Regions from separate parts of the Rattus norvegicus genome. Here all the other regions are linked to region 3. A link is a contact called in public Hi-C data. All regions are on one chromosome and are shown on one strand. The core of a region is the stretch at or near the end of the contact, and the rest is flanking DNA. Distances in the headings are between cores, read along the strand shown. Region 1 overlaps Rab30 (RAB30, member RAS oncogene family). Region 2 holds the start of Prcp (prolylcarboxypeptidase). Region 3 holds the start of Ankrd42 (ankyrin repeat domain 42).

What was found. A called contact is a pair of places that touch in the nucleus more often than the background predicts.
Region 1: a Hi-C map of the A7r5 cell line shows a contact between it and region 3, with 2.4 times the contacts expected there. The contact joins the enhancer-like site here to the promoter of Ankrd42 in region 3. A contact is called at or near these places in 1 of 12 Hi-C or Micro-C datasets (the A7r5 cell line) and 1 of 1 datasets of contacts at active chromatin or transcription factors (oligodendrocytes).
Region 2: a contact with region 3 is called in a Hi-C map of liver, with 4 times the contacts expected there. The contact joins the promoter of Prcp here to the promoter of Ankrd42 in region 3. A contact is called at or near these places in 2 of 12 Hi-C or Micro-C datasets (frontal cortex and liver).

Annotation. Positions count from the first base shown.
Region 1 is chr1:156,301,995-156,305,360 of GRCr8, forward strand. It overlaps Rab30 (RAB30, member RAS oncogene family), which reads left to right. Exons shown (of 4, transcript NM_001399389.1): 4 at 1-3,366. The coding sequence ends at 122. Among named protein-coding and RNA genes, the nearest start is that of Rab30, 15 kb to the left of the region's middle. Within about 2 kb of position 1,692, at least 12 of the 93 cell types and tissues checked have an H3K27ac peak or open chromatin away from gene starts, as enhancers often do. A contact at or near this core is called in the A7r5 cell line, where this site is marked.
Region 2 is chr1:156,342,383-156,345,713 of GRCr8, forward strand. It overlaps Prcp (prolylcarboxypeptidase), which reads left to right and starts at 1,512. Exons shown (of 9, transcript NM_001106281.3): 1 at 1,512-1,732. The coding sequence starts at 1,574. It overlaps Ddias (DNA damage-induced apoptosis suppressor), which reads right to left and starts at 487. Exons shown (of 6, transcript NM_001126294.1): 1 at 416-487.
Region 3 is chr1:156,101,155-156,104,809 of GRCr8, forward strand. Ankrd42 (ankyrin repeat domain 42) reads right to left here and starts at 2,363. Exons shown (of 12, transcript NM_001135013.1): 1 at 1,376-2,363. The coding sequence starts at 1,448.

The DNA of each region.
Region 1 (3,366 bases), core at 442-2,941, 200 kb after region 3:
TTGACTTAGCATGTCGACTCATCAGTGAAGCCAGACAGAACACACTGGTGAACAATGTATCGTCACCCTTACCTGGAGAGGGGAAAAGCATCAGCTATTTGACTTGTTGTAATTTCAACTAAAGGCTGAGGCAAAGAGAATCAAAGGGAATCAGTAGTTGCCTTGGTGGGCCGAATGTTGCTAGGGAATCTGGCAATGACTATGGCTCCCGCTCTTGGACCTTCTGACTCCTGTAGGCTCCAGAGCTTACCAAGCATGCAGGCCAAGGGCCTTGACTGCAGGCCAGCATTAGCAGAACACATAATGGTTTCACCCTTTTGCAGTCTGGCGTTGGAGCAAGGAGAGAATTGCACTAAGCGCTCCATGATCTGCAGAGCATGTTGCTTTTGTTTTGAAAAAAGCAAGTAAAATGCATTCCTGAACACAGAGCAGGGGTCGTGTACTGTAGGAATCCTTCTGTGTGTCAGTGGGCGCATGAGGGGCTGTTCTCCAGGCTTCAGTGGTAATCTGGTGCCCATGGATTTCTTGTCTACCAGGTAAACCAAAACTGGAAAGGCCAAGTACTGTCTCTGTAGTACTTACTGATGACCCCATGGAGATTTTGAAAAGTGTTATTTCTTTTGTTCACAAGCACTTTCAAAACCTTTGGGATATAAAAATGGGAACTCTTCTCATGACCAACAGTAGAAATTATTGTTTAATAATATATACAAGCTCCATGACTCTTTTTGGTGCTAATGATTATGCTATTTCACAGACCAAACGTTTTGGTACATTGATACCCTTAGATGTATTACCTAAAAATAAAAAGAGAATGGGGGAAATCCATGAGTCAGCAGTCTTTTTCAGTCTCATTACCACCTTTTCTGGGATGGGTTTGGATATGAGAAGCCCCTTTTCTTTCATATTCTTGAAATTTATTAACTTTCTTCTATTCTTCCACACTTTTCCTGCCCTTCAGGTCAATCAAAGTTTTAAAAATGGGGAAAATATAAACGACAACATTCTAGTAAAGAATATTAGTTGTAAGACACGTTGAGTAGCATGAGAAAACAGAGCAGATATGACCAAAATACTGTGGACTATGGACTGGCTGCAGAGCAGGCTTCCAGACAGCGCAGCTCTCTTTAACAGGCCACGCCTTTTCCTTTCTGGAACTATCCTTGGATAGACCAAGGTTTAGGATTTTGTAGACATTTTTAGTATAATAAGTGAGAATAGCAACAGATTAAAAGTCTCACAGACCATTTTTATATCTTCAATAAACTTAGGAAAGTGCAGCTCAGGAAGCAGGCTGAGCTGTCCTTTCTTGTCTTATGTCAATGTTGATCTCAGATTCATGACCATACATTTCTCTTTATCTTTTCTTGCCCTTAGTCTCCCCTTAGAGCTTTCCTTTCCCCACTCCTTCTTTTTCTCTTTCCTTCCCATACTGGTATGCATGTGTTACTGGACATCTCCAGCTCAGATGGAGGCATAGATGCCTTTACTTAGCCAATTTTACCACAGGACTCAAACTGGAAGACATGTTGCTAAGTGAGTTCCTGTTTCTTCAGTGCCATGTTTTGATACTTTCCAATTTGTTCAGTGTCATAGATGCAAATTACGAAAGGAAGTCTGTGTGCTCTTGGTGTTGTCAGGTGTTGCTGTAGCCTGCTGTACAGCATAACTGAGCATGAATCACTGAATGAGGATATGGTGTGGAATTCCACTGTTGGTATTGATGTTACAATCTTGGACCTGGCATGTCACTCTTGGAAAGCTACTGAATTACAAACCAATGAGTCAACACGGCAGGACATTGATAACACATTTCTAGCATTTCTAGCAGATTCCATAATGTCCAATCTTTTTTACATGTGACTGCATGTATTATTACCAGTCATTGGTATTGTGATTGGCTCATTATGCTTTTCTTGATTCTATAGGAAAGAAAAAGACTTCCTAAAAGTTTGAACTATCTTTCTTTTATACAGGAAGGAGACAAAACATCACTTTAATGAAAATAAAAATCATTTATAATTAACCTTTGCTTAATAGCCAGCAACCAAAGGCATCAGAAGATAAACTAATCAAGGTTACAAAAAAAATGTATCTTTCTACTGTGAATGTCCCTAAATTTAGATTTATTACTTTTCTTTATGGCAAAATTCTGATCTCCTCAGCATAAGATGACTCAGCCTTGTCTCACAGCAGTGTGTTAAAAATAACGTTGCTTTGTGAACTTTAAGGGCTTTGTTAGATTGGACTAATTTAGCTCCAGAATAACAGCTTTTGGGGTCACATTTATGTTATTATTCTCATTCCTTTGGGCTTATAGCGCCCCCATCTGCCTCTTCCAGTTTAGAAGCTGCTCAGAAAGCTCTGCTCCAGGTCCATCTTGCCCTGGGTCTCTGAGGAAGTCATACTCACCAATCCTTGGCCCATTAGTGTGGACACTTGAGAAGCGAGAAGCTGGCCCCTTACATGCCACCGTTCTGTAAATTTAAGATTAGGCCTTTTGACTATTTGTTCAGTGATGTATCTCAAGTTTGAGAAGTCCTTGACAATATTTTAGGTGCAATAAATATCAGTTGAATAAATGATTCAGTGCCAAGAGTTTTGTTTGTTTGTTATTTTTAAGTGAAAGTCCTTGAAGTGGTTCTTGAGAAAGAATCATTTCCATCTAGGGCAGAACATAAATATTATTTTGCCTAATAATCTTATTGCCAGGGCAATATTTGCTCAGATAAGCCTCCTTTACATAAAATTATTTATTGGTGAAAAACCTCCAAGATTTAGTTTCCTGTAATGTTGTTCAACTGGTCCTGACAAGGCCATCTCTCCTCCCATTTATAATATGACATTTTTTTCTTTCTTTCAATAAAATTATTAAATATGTGGCCACCTTGTGTAGTTTCCAATGAAAATACATGTTCAGGTTATAGAGTCATGCTTGGAAAAGATCTATGGAATCATAGTTTTCTGATATGGCCAATCATAGACTGTTTCCTCAAAGAACTTTGTGGTTTCTCCTTTTCCTACACAGAGCTGTTTTCCTTTGTATTCTTTCATTAGGTCTGTTGGGTTATATTAATATTTAATTATATAGAGCCAATCATCATTTGTATAGATTTCAAAGGTTACATCATTGGCTTTTTCTGGCTTTCATTCCCTCTCCCCACCCATAGTTTAGTCATTTTTTATGTCAACATCTTTCCCTAAGTGGAAAGACAATAACTAAAAATGAAACTGAAATGTATTAGCATTATACTATGTCAGGTTTTGATTTTGAAATTATTAAGAAACCACTGATCAAAACAAGATGTTTGGACTAATATGATTCAAAGCAGTGAGGCTCTATGGAGGGAGGAAGGAGGCAGATTT
Region 2 (3,331 bases), core at 262-2,761, 240 kb after region 3:
TGAATTTTCATCTTAGATGTGGATTCGAGAGATCAAGGAAAATAGAAAAGCTTCAGTTTCTGGATTGCGTGCATTATTCGGTAAAATACTTTTTCTGGGCAATCAGAGTAATCTGAAAAAGCAAAACAAAGCATCTTTGCCAGCAACTGGCAATATTCCGCACAGTAGTCTGATGACATATTTTTATGTCCCAGTTTAAAGTCGAGCCTTTTCCTTTCTGGGGCTCTGCAGCAACCGTAAAGTGTAAACATTCACTAAAGAACGTGAAAAGGATTGACTCTCTCGTTTAACGTCGTATCCGGCTTTTACGGCCAAGAGTCTTGAAATAAATCCAAATGGAGCTCAAGGTTACAGTGCCTCGTCAGCAGTCTCTCTACCTAGAGCCCCCCAAGAATTCCTTTCTTCAGCTTCTCACCTGAAGCAAAGGACCCAGGCAAGCCCGGGCAACCATGAAGGAACTCCGGCCTCCCGGACAGCCGCTCTCCAAACGCTCGCAATCGAATCTCCCGCGTCCTCTTCCGCCGGAAATGTCGTCTTGACGGTCTTTAAGGAGAGCCAATCAGAAAATGCTCCGCAGGGCGTGTCGCTTATAACCCCGGCAAGCGACCCTCCTTGTCAAGCCAGGGGTAGCTGTGGGTTTTGAGAGACGTTCTTCTTCGACTGGTGGAGCGGTAGTTCTCTCAACGAAGTGCGGGGGAAGCCGGGAAGGCTCGAGGCGTGGGAAGGGGTGGCTGCACCCCTCAGACGAACGCCGAGGGCGTTGGAGCCGTGAAAGTTGGCGCCGCGGGCTGGACAGGAGGGGGCGCTGTTGACTACAACAGGGAGTCGCCATCGCGGAGCCTGGATGGATTATCCGGGTTGAGGGAATGTTTGGTCTGCACGAAAGACTCAGCGGCCACAGAAAGGACGGGTCGTGCGAGCAATGCGGCGGATGGGGTGACCCGAGAACTGAATAACATGGGGCTGGTTAGGCGGGAGCAGCGGAGTGGAAGAGCCCGAACAGCCTACAAGGGAACAGGGCGCTCTGTGACCCTCGCTCCATTTCCTGCTACTTGAGGGACCTAGGATCGAGTCCCTCTACTTGTTTCCTCATCTAAGTAGAGAGGCAAACACTGAAAGGTTGCTGTTTTGGTTGAGGGAGGGTCACGTGTGTGCCGTCATGCCTGGTGACAATAGACTCTCTCTTCCTCCCTCCTCCTCCCGCCCGGTGTTGTTACCGTGGGACTGAGGTTGCGGGGACAGTGTGATGGTGACAATAAAGGCAGAGATATGACATAACCTAGAGAGGCGATAGGGCTTGGGGAGCCATAGATAAGGATGAGGCAAAAAACCCTGCGTAGTAAAGGCCGACGTAGAGTGTGACCTCAGTGGAGGTGGGCGGGGAGAAGGAGGATGGCAAGTGGCAAGGGTGGAGGCAACGCCTTTGAGACCAGGGGCCGCCTGGTTTTAGGTTTCCCGAGGGAGGAGCTGGTCTGCAGCGGGCGGAGCTACGAGCTGGGCCTGGCTTAGTAGTGCTTTTCTGCGGGTGGCTCTCTTTCTTTAGCCGCCCACACTGTGGCTGCTGTCCTGAGCCATGGGCTGCTGGGCTCTCCTGCTCCTGCCTTTTCTATCACTCGGGGCCGCCACAACCATCCGGCCTAGGCTAAAGACCCTCGGCAGCCCGCACTTGTCAACTAACACACCCGACCCTGCTGTACCCAGTAGCTACTCAGTTCATTACTTCCAACAGAAGGTAAGCGGAGGCTGGGGAGTAAGGGTTCTAGGTCTCTGGTCCCAATCGCTCGCCGGTACCTTGCTTGGCTGTTACAGCTTGATGAAGCACCGCTGCCCACTCCAAAATTCAAACTCTGATACTTAGGACTTGATTTAGTTTTAGTTCACCTTTTCTGGAGGGTAGCTTTAAGCCTTAGTTATTCGAGTGTTCCCCATCAGAGACCGCGAGAAATCTATTCCTCCAGTTCTGGACGTCCAGGATACATATTTTTACCACTTCATCTCAGAAAATGCCTCAATTTGAACTTTTTTTTTTTTTTTACCTTGGCTAAAACCAAATTATGGAGACTAACCTTTGACCCCATCTCTCTCAACTCAAATTCTAATGTATGGAGGCTAACCTTGACCTTTAAGTCTCTCAACACGAATTCTAGTGTACCCATTACCTAATATAACAGGGTAAAGCGCTAGCCTATTCGCTTCACTAAACAGCTTCTCTCAGCTGAAATACTACCTTTAGAGGCTGAAGGTCTGTATCCTGATCTGAGGTGAGTGCAAGGATCAGGTCTTTTCTGGTCTGTGAACTTGAGTTCACAGTTTTAAGACAGACTTCTCCAATGCCTTTGTATTTTGCTGCAGCATGAGACATTACTCTATAGGTCTGAATGGAAAAGTACCTGTGTCCTCTGAAGTGACAGGATATATAATTCTATAGTTCTAGGAGTCTCTGAGGCCTGAATGGACAAGGCACTGGGATTAGCAAGTGTACAGTAGTCTGATCTTGGCTTTAGAAATCATACCAGGATTCCGGCCTTACCCTGTAATCTTAGAGAGGTTTCAGGGTAGTTTCTGAGCCAAGTTTCTTGGTTTGCTGAAGAGGGTTGCAGTGGTGACTAACTGAAGCTGGCACCTAGCAGAGTAGCTGCCTCAGTGGACAGTTATTGATGCATGGTTACTGATAGGAAGTTTGACTAGGAATTAAGAGGGAAGACATGGGGTTGTAGAACAATTTCATTTTGAAGTTAAAAAAGACCTAGAAACTTGTGTTTGGGTTTCTAAAAAACAGAAAGGAAAAGAAAAGCGTTTTAATTTTAGCTGAGGTAGCAGAAGTCTCTCTGGGACAGCCCCTTGAATCTCTACAGTTTCTTCATTTGTAAGTTGAGAAGTTGGAGTCAGGACCATGGAGTTTTCTGCTTTCCCTAGGAAAACCTTTCTGTGAAGCCAGCTGCTATGGCTGTCTAGCTGAAGTGAAGGTTGCATTTAGAAGGAGGACTTCCTCCTTCCTGAACCTCTGCTCTCCACCCACACTTACTGTAAAACAAAGTTGAACTCGGACTTTTCCCTACGGAACTACCCTTAATCCTTGTACTGAAACTTTTGAATTTTTTTTTACACATATAATTCTTGACAGCATCCAGTTATTAACAATAAAGTTAGAGGGAGAAGCTTTGGAATATCTGATCTCTAAAAATCTCTCTTTGAAAATGCTTTAGGAGAATGCAAAAGTAAAGGGATGGAATGATGCTAATCTCTCTCTTTCTTTCTCTTTCTCTCGTGTGTGTGTGTGTGTGTGTGTGTGTGTGTGTGTGTGTGTGTGTGCGCGCGCGCGGATGTGCAC
Region 3 (3,655 bases), core at 1,113-3,612:
ATAGCAGAGGTTGCCTGGACTCTGTTATGTGTAGTTAGAAATGTATCTTGGGTGTCAGCCAAGTAGGAACCTGTTTCTGTAAAGGAGCAATGGCAATGAGAAAGGGATATGTGGCTAGCATCCTCCATGTTAGTCTCTGATTTGGCAAGTAAAATAAATAAGCAAGAGAATGAGGTAGAGGTGTTGGCTTGTGCTTCTTAAGGATTAAGGCTCGAAATCTTAAGGAAAAAGAAGGAAAGAGAGTACAAGTTAGGTCCACACTCAAAAGCCCTTCTTGGGATTCATGAACTTGAAACCATGGGAAGATTCAAAGAGTGAGGAAAAGACGGTAAAAGCAATAGAAGATACCCACAGGTCAGCAGCTCAACATGTCTTTTGAATATTCTTTGCAGCTCAGCTACCTTTTTTCTGAGCCTGACTCTCCAATTTTGTTTACTCTGGCAGGCAGGGAGAGGCCTAGTGAATCTGATCAGTCTTAGGAAGCCATTTTAAGTGTTTTACCTTCCTGCTTAAGGAGCTTCCTGCAGGATAGACTTCTTTAATCCTGGGTCAGAACTGTTACACATTTCACACCTTTCTCCAGCTCTTACATTCTTTCCTTTCCCTCTTTCCCAATGCTGAGCTAGAAAAAAGTCTCTGAGGGAAAAAGCTGCAGAGAGTCTCTGAGACCAGCTGCTTGGAAGAGGTTTAGACCAACCGAGTCGCCTAGAAAAGACAGTTTCCAACCTGTTGAGCTGCCTGCCAGCTGGATCTTTGTATGCACCAGGTTTCCCAGCTTTCTTGAGCTGTCCACCCCATGCTGGGGTGAGTTTTGGTGAGCTGTCTTTGAGTCATTTATGCTCCTGTAAGTATCCCCTTACCCACATTCCATCAAGTGATCCCAATAAAACTCATTGGTTCACCAAGTTGAACTGGTGTTACCCAGTACTTTGGTTTGTTGGGATGCTTATCTGGGGTAAGTGGGATCCCTATCTGGTTCTTCCCAGGAAAAGTTTTGTCACACAACATCCTCAGAAAGAGGAGGAAGAGAGATAGATGAAGAAACAGAAGAAGCTGAAAGAATGAAAAGTTAAAAATTAGATGGATCTAATTTGACATCTCCAGTGTCAAATGTCTCAGAAAAAAATTGACAAATATCTATATTTAACAAATGATGTCTGATATAAGTAAAATATCTGACAGACAAATGATGTAGAAGAGGGAAACCTCAAATAAGGGAACAGGCCAGGTGAGTAGCTTTGGGAATCGGTGGAAATAAAGGGGAAGAGGGATGACAGTAAAATGAAAAGGTTAGCAGGGCCTCAGGTGGATGCCCTTTAATTAGAAAAGGTGTTGTGGCCTAAACAAAGGATGAGAGCAAAAAACTGTGACTCACTTGAGTCTGCAGTCTCCCTACAGGACTTGGAGGGACCTGGATTAGACACACCAGGCGTAGTGTGGTCCTTCATCCTTGGACTTGGACTCTGGGGAGGAGTGGAGCCCAAGTCCCTGCTGCTGAGCTGGTCTTCACTTGCTCCCACGCATGGACCACTGCTGTAAGAACTGGACTCCTCGTCGCTGGTGCGTGATCCACGATCCTCCCTTCTCTCCCAAGAGCCCCTTAAGCGGGAATCCTCTTCGCTTTCTCTCTCCCATAAGCCACGGAGCCGGTGGCTGGAGTCTTCACTGATGTTCACCCTAGAAGAGTCTCTGGCCTCGTAACTCCTTTCATCACTTACTCCTTCCCAAGAACTGAGGCAGTGGCTGGCATCGACACTTGCTCCTTCCCAAGAACCGCTGCAGTCCTCACTGTCTCGGATCCCGGAGTCACTGGTTCGGAGCCCTCGAGTTTCAGGGACGTCCACCCAGGCGTCTTTGTTGACGGTTGCCCTCAAGTCGCAGGGATGCAAGCCAGCGACTTCACCTAGGCTCGCGTCGCCACTGCGTTGGCCACTGTCGCCCCTCACAGCTACCCATGGGCTGCTCTGCAGGTAGCCATCCTGTTCCCTAATTCTCTCCTGAGAGACGCAGCGGTGCTGCCTTAGGTCTTCACTGGGTCTTCTCGAGTCCCTTCGGGAAACGCCGCCGTCCTCACTTACTCTTACTGAAGAGATCTTGGTGTGGCGGTTCCCTCCTTCTAGGTTTCTTTCTCTGGGGTTGTGGCAACAGAATCCCTGCTTTTCCAGGACCTTCTCCCTAGACCCGGAGCCGAGGTAGCCGTGCGGACCGCGGACCGCACACGCACGGCGGCTGGCGCGGAGGCCGCAGTCTCCGGTCTCCGGGGCACGCTGGTGGTTGTGACGGCAACCGCCGTCGGCCGGAACGCTCTGCTCAGAGTTGTTTTCCAGAGTCTCAGTTCCTGCAGGCTGGAGGGCGTGGCGGCGTGGCCGTCACTTTGGAAACGAGTACACTTCCGGTGTTCAGTCACTTCCGTATCCTTTATGAATGCGTCACTTCCTGCTTCCTTCCTTTCACCTTTTTAGGTGCTTCGCCCGTGGAAAGCCGCGAGACTCTGGTACCTAGTGGTTTTCGGTGGGTTTTTATTGTGTTTTGTTTTTGTTTTGTTTGCTCAGTCTCACAATAGCCTGACAAGGCTTGTTTCTGGAATCTTCTGTCACGGGTATCGCCCCCAAATGGAGGTTCCAGGACTGCGGTTCGCGGAGCTGACCTGTGTGCCGCGCCTCAGGGGCCTTTTCGTCCTTGGCAAGCCTGGTATACTATTTCAGTGCTGGTTTGAAAGAAAATCTATTTTTGCCCCATGGCTTCGGAAACAGAGAAAAATCCCTAAAGGGGACGGTAGCAGGTGCAGTCCCTGTCATTGTTGAGTGTGTGCTTAATGTCGGGCTCTTGGATGTTCGCTTGGTAGGTATCAGCCTCACCTTACAGATTGTAAGATACCACTAAGTTTGCTAAGACAAAACAGCGGGTAAGTTCTAAAAACAGCAGTCGTTAGCCAAAAGAGACTCCAGTACTCCTACTTTAAATGCAACATTTCTTTCATTGTTACATTATTACTAACTGAACTAAACCTTTCTCTCCAACATTGCTCAAAATGTATTCTTCCGCTTTATTTTTTCGAATATAAGCATCGAGTTTTGTGCTAACCGCTGAGAATACAAACCTGGTAAGCATCGTCCATATTGGTTGTCCTTCTCAGGTGGGTTTTTTGTTGTTGCTTTGTATGCTTGCACCGCCACCATGCTTTCTCCCTTTGAGAGGAATTAAGGTGGAGGAAAGCAATCTTTTTCATTTCTCTGCCTTTAAACATGGAGTTTGCCCTCAAGAAACTACTGTCTTCTCCACAAATTTGTTCTCTGAAAAATTCCTCGAAATATATCTTCTCTCAAGGTAAATTGATCTTTTTTAACATAGCCTTTTAAGTAGTGACTGGCACTTCTTGGGTTTATGTGAGCAGTCTGACATTGTATTCAGTGCTTTGTATGAGTTTTCTTATCTCTAAAACTTTGTAGACAGTATTTATGTTTTCATTCTATATATTTTAAAAGACATCAAAATTGATTGCTTGGGGGATACACAGGAAGTATTAAGTGCTTGCATTACAACTCCTACTGTATTTTTTTCTCTTTGTACATTCCCCTCCTCAAAACCTGATTTTCCACAGCTTTTATTGGATCACATCGCACATTGTAGTCACCCCCTCATAAGGAGGTAAAAC